Regions from separate parts of the Sus scrofa genome. Here region 2 is linked to region 1. The links are chromatin contacts, called in public Hi-C maps. All regions are on one chromosome and are shown on one strand. Each heading gives the region's core, a stretch centred on a gene start, on an enhancer-like site or on the middle of the called end of the contact. The rest is flanking DNA. Distances are from core to core; before and after follow the strand shown.

Evidence for each region. A called contact is a pair of places that touch in the nucleus more often than the background predicts.
Region 2: a contact with region 1 is called in a Hi-C map of omental adipose tissue, with 2.3 times the contacts expected there. The contact joins two enhancer-like sites. A contact is called at or near these places in 1 of 5 promoter capture datasets (liver), 13 of 47 Hi-C or Micro-C datasets (brain, embryonic fibroblasts, fetal skeletal muscle and 7 more) and 1 of 2 datasets of contacts at active chromatin or transcription factors (skeletal muscle).

The regions. Positions count from the first base shown.
Region 1 is chr6:147,204,373-147,208,055 of Sscrofa11.1, reverse strand. All of the region lies in intron 2 of AK4 (adenylate kinase 4), which reads left to right. Among named protein-coding and RNA genes, the nearest start is that of AK4, 51 kb to the left of the region's middle. Within about 2 kb of position 2,200, at least 14 of the 83 cell types and tissues checked have an H3K27ac peak or open chromatin away from gene starts, as enhancers often do. A contact at or near this core is called in mesenteric adipose tissue, omental adipose tissue and retroperitoneal adipose tissue, where this site is marked.
Region 2 is chr6:147,322,162-147,326,240 of Sscrofa11.1, reverse strand. It overlaps a transcript of JAK1 not described here. Among named protein-coding and RNA genes, the nearest start is that of MIR101-2, 6.7 kb to the left of the region's middle. Within about 2 kb of position 1,375, at least 5 of the 83 cell types and tissues checked have an H3K27ac peak or open chromatin away from gene starts, as enhancers often do. A contact at or near this core is called in mesenteric adipose tissue, omental adipose tissue and retroperitoneal adipose tissue, where this site is marked.

The DNA.
Region 1 (3,683 bases), core at 951-3,450:
ACAACAGGAACTCCCAAGATACTTTATTCTTAAGGGACTTCTCCCAGGAGGGGAGTTAAATGTGTAAAAAATTGGGTTTTGACAGTATGATAAAATCATATCTATGTGGTACCCCGAGGACACAAAGGAGAGAATTATCTGTTCTAATGGTGGGAGGTGGGATTGGAACAACTTTATTTCATTTTATTTTATTTTATTTTTTTGTCTTTTTGCCATTTCTTGGGCTGCTTCTGCAGCATATGGAGGTTCCCAGGCTAGGGGTTGAATTGGAGCTGTAGCCGCTGGCCTGTGCCAGAGCCACAGCAACCCAGGATCTGAGCCACGTCTGTGACTTACACCACAGCTCATAGCAACACCGGATCCTTAACCCATTGAGCAAGGGCGGGGACCGATCCCGCAACCTCATGGTGCCTAGTTGGATTTGTTAACCACTGAGCCACGACAGGAACTCCCTGGAACAACTTTATGGAAAAAGAGATGAATAGAGAGATGTTCTTCAGGTTGATGAATGGGGGTGGGCGAGAAGGATTTTTCAGCAGAGGGCCAGTGTGATGGGTAAGAGAGGAATGACTTAGCCTGGTGTTCTCTTGGGCCTGCAAATAGAGAGAGGCTGGGGAGGTCCTGGGGTGGAGGACTTTGATTCTGTACGAAGATGGTGGGGCTGGAAATTATTGGGGCCACTGAAGCCTTGTAAAGAAGGGGAGTCACGTGATCAGATTTTTTGGTGTCCCAGAAAGACTTCTGTTCGCAGTAGAGCATTTAGGTACTGGGATAGGGAGGAGGTGGTGACAAAAGGACGTATAAGCGATTGTTGTTGGAATAATTGGACCAAGGGATGTTGAACGCCTGAATTGAGGCAAGACCAGTGAGATGGAGAGGATGTACCTTTTTTTTTTTTTTTTGATCTTTTTAGGGCCACACCTGCAGCATACAGAAGTTCCCAGGCCAGGGGTCTAATTGGAGCTGTAGCCACTGGCCTACGTCACAGCCACAGTAATGCAGGATCCAAGCTGCATCTGCGACCTACACCACAGCTCACGGCAATGCCAGATCCTTAACCTGCTGAGCGAGGCCAGGGATCGAACCCATGTCCTCAGGGATGCTCGTCCGGTTTGCTCACCGCTGAGCCATGGCAGGACCTCTATTACCGTTCTTGAAAGAATGCATTGAGGAGGAAGGGTTGCGAGGAGTTGTAACTGATGTTAGGTATTGCCGGCTCTTGGCCTTTCTTGATTGCCTGCCCGGCTGTTGGAGTTTCTTGGCTCTCATCACCTTCCCTGCACTTCTCCAGCTATGTTTATTTCTCCAGACTCTAGACATTCCACCCACAAAAGTCAGCCCCCCACTACTTTTTGTGTGGCTGTTTGCCATGGCTGAAAAAAGCAAAGCAGAACTTCAGCTTTGTTACCACCTCACAGTATTTTCGCTAGTTTACATCCTTTAATTGTAAGGCTTGGGTAGTTTTAAGTAAGCTTAAAAATGTGTTTTAGAAAAGCATCATCTATGTTAAACTCCTTTGGGAAGGTGGTTGGTTAATAACTACTCCTTCCAGTGAGTTCCAGACCACCCACTCTGAAACCTAGCTCTGTCGTTTACTGGCGATGACCTTGGGCAAGTTACCTTAGCTCTGCACTATTATTTTTTTTAATTTTTAAAAAATTATTCCTCATGGAAAACAGAGATTCCGAAAAGGATGGAGTTACGTGAATATAGGGAACGTGCTTAGAAGAATAGAGTAAGTGCTCTGTAAGTATGAGCTTTTGTGACTTGCTGTACACGAGGTGCAGGTCATGAATTCTTTTTTGGTGACTCCGTGAAGTGTTATGTTCCAAAATAGTTGAAAAACTATTTAGCCAGGCAACGTCTAAAAGTCAGCTTCGGTTATGAAATGTTTTCTGTGTCTTTTCACTGCTTTGCTTTTGCTGTAACGTCTCCTTTCAGGGCGAATAACCGTTCAAGTTCTTGTACATCCAGGCCTGTTTTTGGTGAAGTACGTCAGTCTCCTCACTGATTTAGCTTGTAGCGTTTCTCCTTGAAAAACCCATCTGGTCACGGTTTTGGGTTGTGATTTTTCTTTCAAGCTCTGGAATAAATCCATTTGGCAGAGGGAGGGCCGTCAGGAAGGCTAAGTTCTCGGTGGCGCTTTCGAAACACCTTCTGTCAGGGCACATGCTCTGGGGAGGACGTGCCTGTTGAGCGTGCTGAAGGTGATAGAATGTGGAAAGGTCAAGAAGCGACTTGGGGATGACGGATGACTCATCCTCCTGGTCCATATGGCGGTCGAGAGGCGTCCTGCAAATGGCGGGCGGAAGTGAGTGGCGTGGCCGCCAGCCAAGGCTCCCCCGGGGGTGGTGGGGCCTGGGCCTGGTGAGGGCTCTGGGGTTTGGTCAGCCGGGTCCGTGCTAAAAACAGTTCAGCCCCACCTGGCCTTCACAGGACCCTTTTCAGTTGGGTAAGAAGCCCTCTTTTATGTGTGACTATGTGTATAGAGGTATGGGTTTTCCCTTTTAATTCCCTTAGACGTTTCACGTGTGAGAGCAGTTTTCTAAAAATAATATCCACTTTTTAAGACACACCGACTTCCAGCTGGTTGTAGTGCACAAATAAGCCTTCTAATTTTGTTAGGAAACCTTTTTTCTTTTCTCTTTTTCTTTTTTGTTTTTTAGGGCCACACCCATGGCATATGGAGTTGCCCAGGCTAGGGGGTGAATCAGAGCTGTAGCCATAGACCTACATACACCACAGCTCATGGCAACAGGGGATCCTTAACCCACTGAGCAAGGCCAGGGATCGAACCCACGTCCTCATGGATACGACTAGAGTTCGTTAACCATTAAGCCATGACGGGAACTCCAGGAAACCATTTTTTAAAAAAAGTATATTGACTGCTTACGAGGTGATCTAGTAGCTAGGGAACAGTAACCAGCTCAAACAGAGATTCTTCACTTAAAAAAAGAGAAAAAAAAAAGCTGGCAGTGAGATGGGGCTGGTAGTGTAGTGCATTAGGTAATAGTTTTTTTGTTTTTTGTTTTTTTTTTCATTTCTAAACTTGACTGCTGAAAAGGTGCATTTAAATCGTAACCTGCACGTTCTCAGACTTGGTCATAATTTATCCCAAGAGGTAACAGAATTGTCTCCCAGATACCGTGAAGTATCGGCATCAAAACATTTCAAATCTTTGTCAAAGTTCGGTTTCACAGAAAGTACCTTGAACTTTGGAATTATAAGTAGGATATAATTTTAGCCTTTTCATTGGTGATGATACCTTTAAAAGGCGAGTCATCGTGTCGGCCGTGGTCATCTTTTCCATTAGATTCGTTCTGAGCAGTGCTGAACACTGTTTTCTGTGGGTAATTCTGGGACTTTTTTTTAAAGCACAAGCCAGAGAAGTCAGAGCCACTTGAATGTGTGCAGTGTTTGTATTTTTGTTTTCCCTGAGAGTTGAATGATCTTCGTCCTCAGATATTCCAGGATGTGTACTCAGAGCCCTCGGTGTCCAAGGAAAAGGTAGATGCTGGGGAACAAAACCACATGTGCTGGCACTACCGTATTGCGTCCTGGTTTTGCACATGTGTTTTACCACCCTGGACTGGTACCCTTAACTGCTTTGACCTTATCCCCTTCCTAGTTTTCTTTTTTGTAAATTTATTATTATAGTTGATTTACAACGTTCTGTCAATTTC
Region 2 (4,079 bases), core at 126-2,625, 120 kb before region 1:
ATAAATAAAAAAATTAAAATTAAAGAAAAAAAAGGGTTCAGAAACTAACTCGTGCCAAGGTTAGTGGGAAACCTGGAGTAAAGAGGTTACTCATTTTTTTCTTTCTTTAGGAGAAATAAATTGGCCAAAAGGGCAAGGAAAAGCCAAGGACAACTGCTTTGTGCCAAGTCAGCCCCAATTCTCAGAGAGAAGCACTAACTGGGAGGAACTGCAAGGCGGTGACCTTGTTTTACCCACTCCAAGCACTCACATCGCAACAGTCACACTGCGTAACCTTGGTAGGTCCCCACAGAAGAGAAAAACTAACGCAGAAGCTATGTGTACAAGCAAAGACATGTCTTAGTCCTCGGTTGTTGGGGATTTTAGTCCAAAAAGGCTTCAAGAGACTAAAAACTTACAAGGAAATGGACCCCCCCACACTTCATATTTCACAGATATTAAATTTAAATAGATCTTCTCTTACATGGGCCTTCCCCTTTACCCACGGACTCAGCATTCATAGTTTTAGTCCACCCGTCTATACTTTCAGATGTTGCGCGAGATTTAACTTTTCCCCCCCGATTTTCAGAGTCTGCTTACAAGTCAATGTTATTCTGTTTTCACCTCTGCTACTGTACCCTTTAGAATAACTAGTCGAAAATACATCAGCTGACTTCAAAAATGATCTACCCCTAGCTAACCATCTCCTGGCCGTCTCCAATTAATCTAGGATTTCCTCATTACCGGCAACACTGCCATTTCAAAATGCGGGGTCTGGGTTCTCAAATTCCCTCTTCCTGGACAGCTAAGAGGGGGCAGCACCAAAGACTAGCACTGACCTCCACCTCTAGAGCCCTGGGCTGTTCCAGAAACACAATCACACTCCTCTTTTCTGCAGAGTCCACCATTCTCAGAGCTTCTATTCCTACATCTGGAAAAGGAACACAGTTCTACTTCCAACACGTGGAAAAAAGCACTTTTCTTTCTCCTTGTAACACAGAGGTCCTGCGCTCGGTATGAAGGGTGGTATCTTAAACTGTGACTGAATTTGGCACCGTTCACATCTTATTTCCTCACATCAACAGGCGCGGTCCTGACATCAGAGACTGTTTTCTTCCTGTCCCTTCACAGCATTAATCCCAGGCCTTTCCACAAAATGCAAGCTCTACAAATACGTGACTGATCACTGATCAACTTCTTGATTTCCCAGGGAGTCTCTAAATAGGTCATCCACAAAAAATACAGGTAATGCCTCTGTCTGTGAGTCTACAGGCAAAGCAATCAACAGTTTGTCCTCTATAAAAATGAGCCGACAGTACTAAATGCCCCCCAAGTTCCTGCCAGTGCCATCACTGAATCTAATTAGATCAAACCAAACCCCAAAGACATCTCCGTTCAGGTCAGCAGGATAATTTTTTGGAGGAGAGGGGTCAGTAACCCTGTGGGCCCAATCACCACCAGAGGAACTAGGAGGTGGAGCAGAAAGCGAATGCAGAGAAAGGGAAAATAAAAGTGAGTGGTACCGCTAAAATGCCAGCAGGTGTCACGAGTATTACCATGCCACACACTGTTCTCTGATATATTCTGGCATGCCCAGGAGCCTTATACAACAGCAGCTCTTGCCAGACACACTCTTGCCCTATATTTTCCCAGGACACCCCTAGGAGCCCTTCCAGGACCCTGGACTTCTCTATGGACCTTCCCGAGCGGGGCACGCCTCCGGCAGAGAAATCTGGGAAGAAGTCACCATTAGTCTCATGTACTACAATTGTCACTCTGTGGGCCCCCGAACGTCCACATGGAAAAGAGCAGGTGAAAGTAAAGGGCTGACAGACATGAAGTAACTGTTTCAGGCAGTCACCTCTTTTGAAATTAATCCAGGGAGAAAAAAGGAACAAAGATATAGATCAGCGCTGTCCCGGCAGTAAAAAGCAAGCCACGTACGTAACTGTAGATACTCCAGCAGTCACACTGTTTAAAAGCTAAAAAATAAATAGGTTCAGGTGGCATAACAATGTATTTCATTTCTTGCACCATACCCAAAATATTTTCAGTAGAACGTGTTATCAAAACCAAAATTATTACTGAGGTTTGTTTGTACTAAATCTTTGAAATCCTGAGTGTATCTTACGGTGATAACATCTCAATTCAAACACTACATTTTCATCAGAAATATTCAATCTGTATTTAGATTTCACAAAATTTACAGCTTACAAAGGAGATGCATATGCTCGAGTTGTTTCCTAACCAAATGAAGTTTTCCAATAATCGAATGCATCACCAGTTTTTAAAATTAAAGTTAAAAAAAAAAATAAGGAGTTCCCGTTGTGGCGCAGTGGTTAACGAATCCGACTAGGAACCATAAGGTTGCGGGTTCGGTCCCTGCCCTTGCTCAGTGGGTTAAGGATCCGGCGCTGCCGTGAGCTGTGGTGTAGGTTGCAGACGGGGCTCGGATCCTGCGTTGCTGTGGCTCTGGCATAGGCCGGTGGCTCCAGCTCCGATTCAACCCCTAGCCTGGGAACCTCCATATGCCGCAGGAGTGGCCCAAGAAATAGCAAAAAAAAAAAAAAAAATTCACTTCTTCATCATCCTCGCCAGACTTCAGGTGCCTGTCAGCCACCTGTGACTAGTGGCTGCCGTTTTAATGCAGGTAGAGACAGTCCTATCACCTGCAGTCTTTGATGCCATCATCCTTCATGCAGCACGTCATTCTACAGCCCCCACCAAGTACTCAAATTATGCCAGGTGTTTTCTGCCCTACTTCTAATCCTTAAAGTTTGTTAATACTTTAGTGATGATCATTTATGAAGCAGCCCTTCCTGAAGGCTGAACTCTTTCAGCTGAGAGAATCCGGGGGAAAAAATGGAGACATCCTGATTCAGACATGGGGTTCGTTTTCGAGGTAAAGGTGGAGGATCCTGACATTGCTACGTTTTGGCCAGGATATTAGTCACTCTGCAAAAGTGGCAGGCGTTGTTTATAGTAAGCCTCTCAACTTCCACACTCACAGCAGCTGTCACTGCATCCTCAGATTCCTCGCCTGCAAGTGCTCCCTCCCACGCCCTCCTCTACCTCTAGCAGACTCTCCAGAGCACATTCTTGCAGCCCCTCTTTAATTCATTCTGAAAAGTGCCTGTTATTGTTGACATACCAAAACATACGAAGAATTCAATACACGAATCTCACACCATCCTATGAATCATTCATTGATCTAGGTACCCAACTGATATTGAGAAAAGCTTTTCTGAATCTACGTGGAAAGTACCCCTCTCCCCTGCCCCAAAGGAACCAATTACACAAACTACAGTTTTCTCTCCCCATGTTAAAGTGCAGGGCTCCTCCTGCAGCTGACTTAAGAATTATCTTCTAAATGGAGCTGGATTCTGAAGATAGTACTATTTTGAGCGGTCTTCCTGTTCTGAAGCTCAAGTCGGAAGGGCTGAGGTGGTGATATTATGGAAGGGAGACTGCTGGCTTTCCCAGAAGGGTCTTCTCCAGCAGCTCTGGAAATGCCATGGGGGACACTAGGGGGAACGTGCTCTTCTCATCGCTATCCCCTCCCCTCCCTTTTGAGTCCCAGCTCTTCATTAGCTGGCAAGAAAGCAAGTTCAAATAAGCGTGCACACATATCTACATGTTTTGCTTGTTAAGCAACTCCAAAATGAAAAGACTACGGAGAAGGAAAATGCCTCACATTAGGGAAAAGGGATGACAACCCCCCCATCCTCACTTCCATAAACATCTATCATAGGACTAAGGGCAAGGCGGGGGGCAGCTGATAAGAATAAAGGGATTATAAACTCAGGAAGCTTGAAGGGAAAATGCTGTTGGGCATACTCAGGACAAAAAAGAGACCCCTGGGTCCCTTCTCTTCCACTGTCTTCTCCTCCCTTTTGGACTGGTTAGATTTAGGGCAGGGTGTGCCTTCAGCTTGGGAGGCGTGTTTGGCTCTGGAGAACCAAGAGGGGCCAGGGTGGAGCCCACGGAATAACAGCCAGAGACTGGCTGCTTAGGCCAGATTCTAGGCTAAACTCTCAGGGGAAGAATGAAAGGGGCTGTGGGGGGAGAAGAGATGACTCCACTGGAAGACCCGGTGGGGA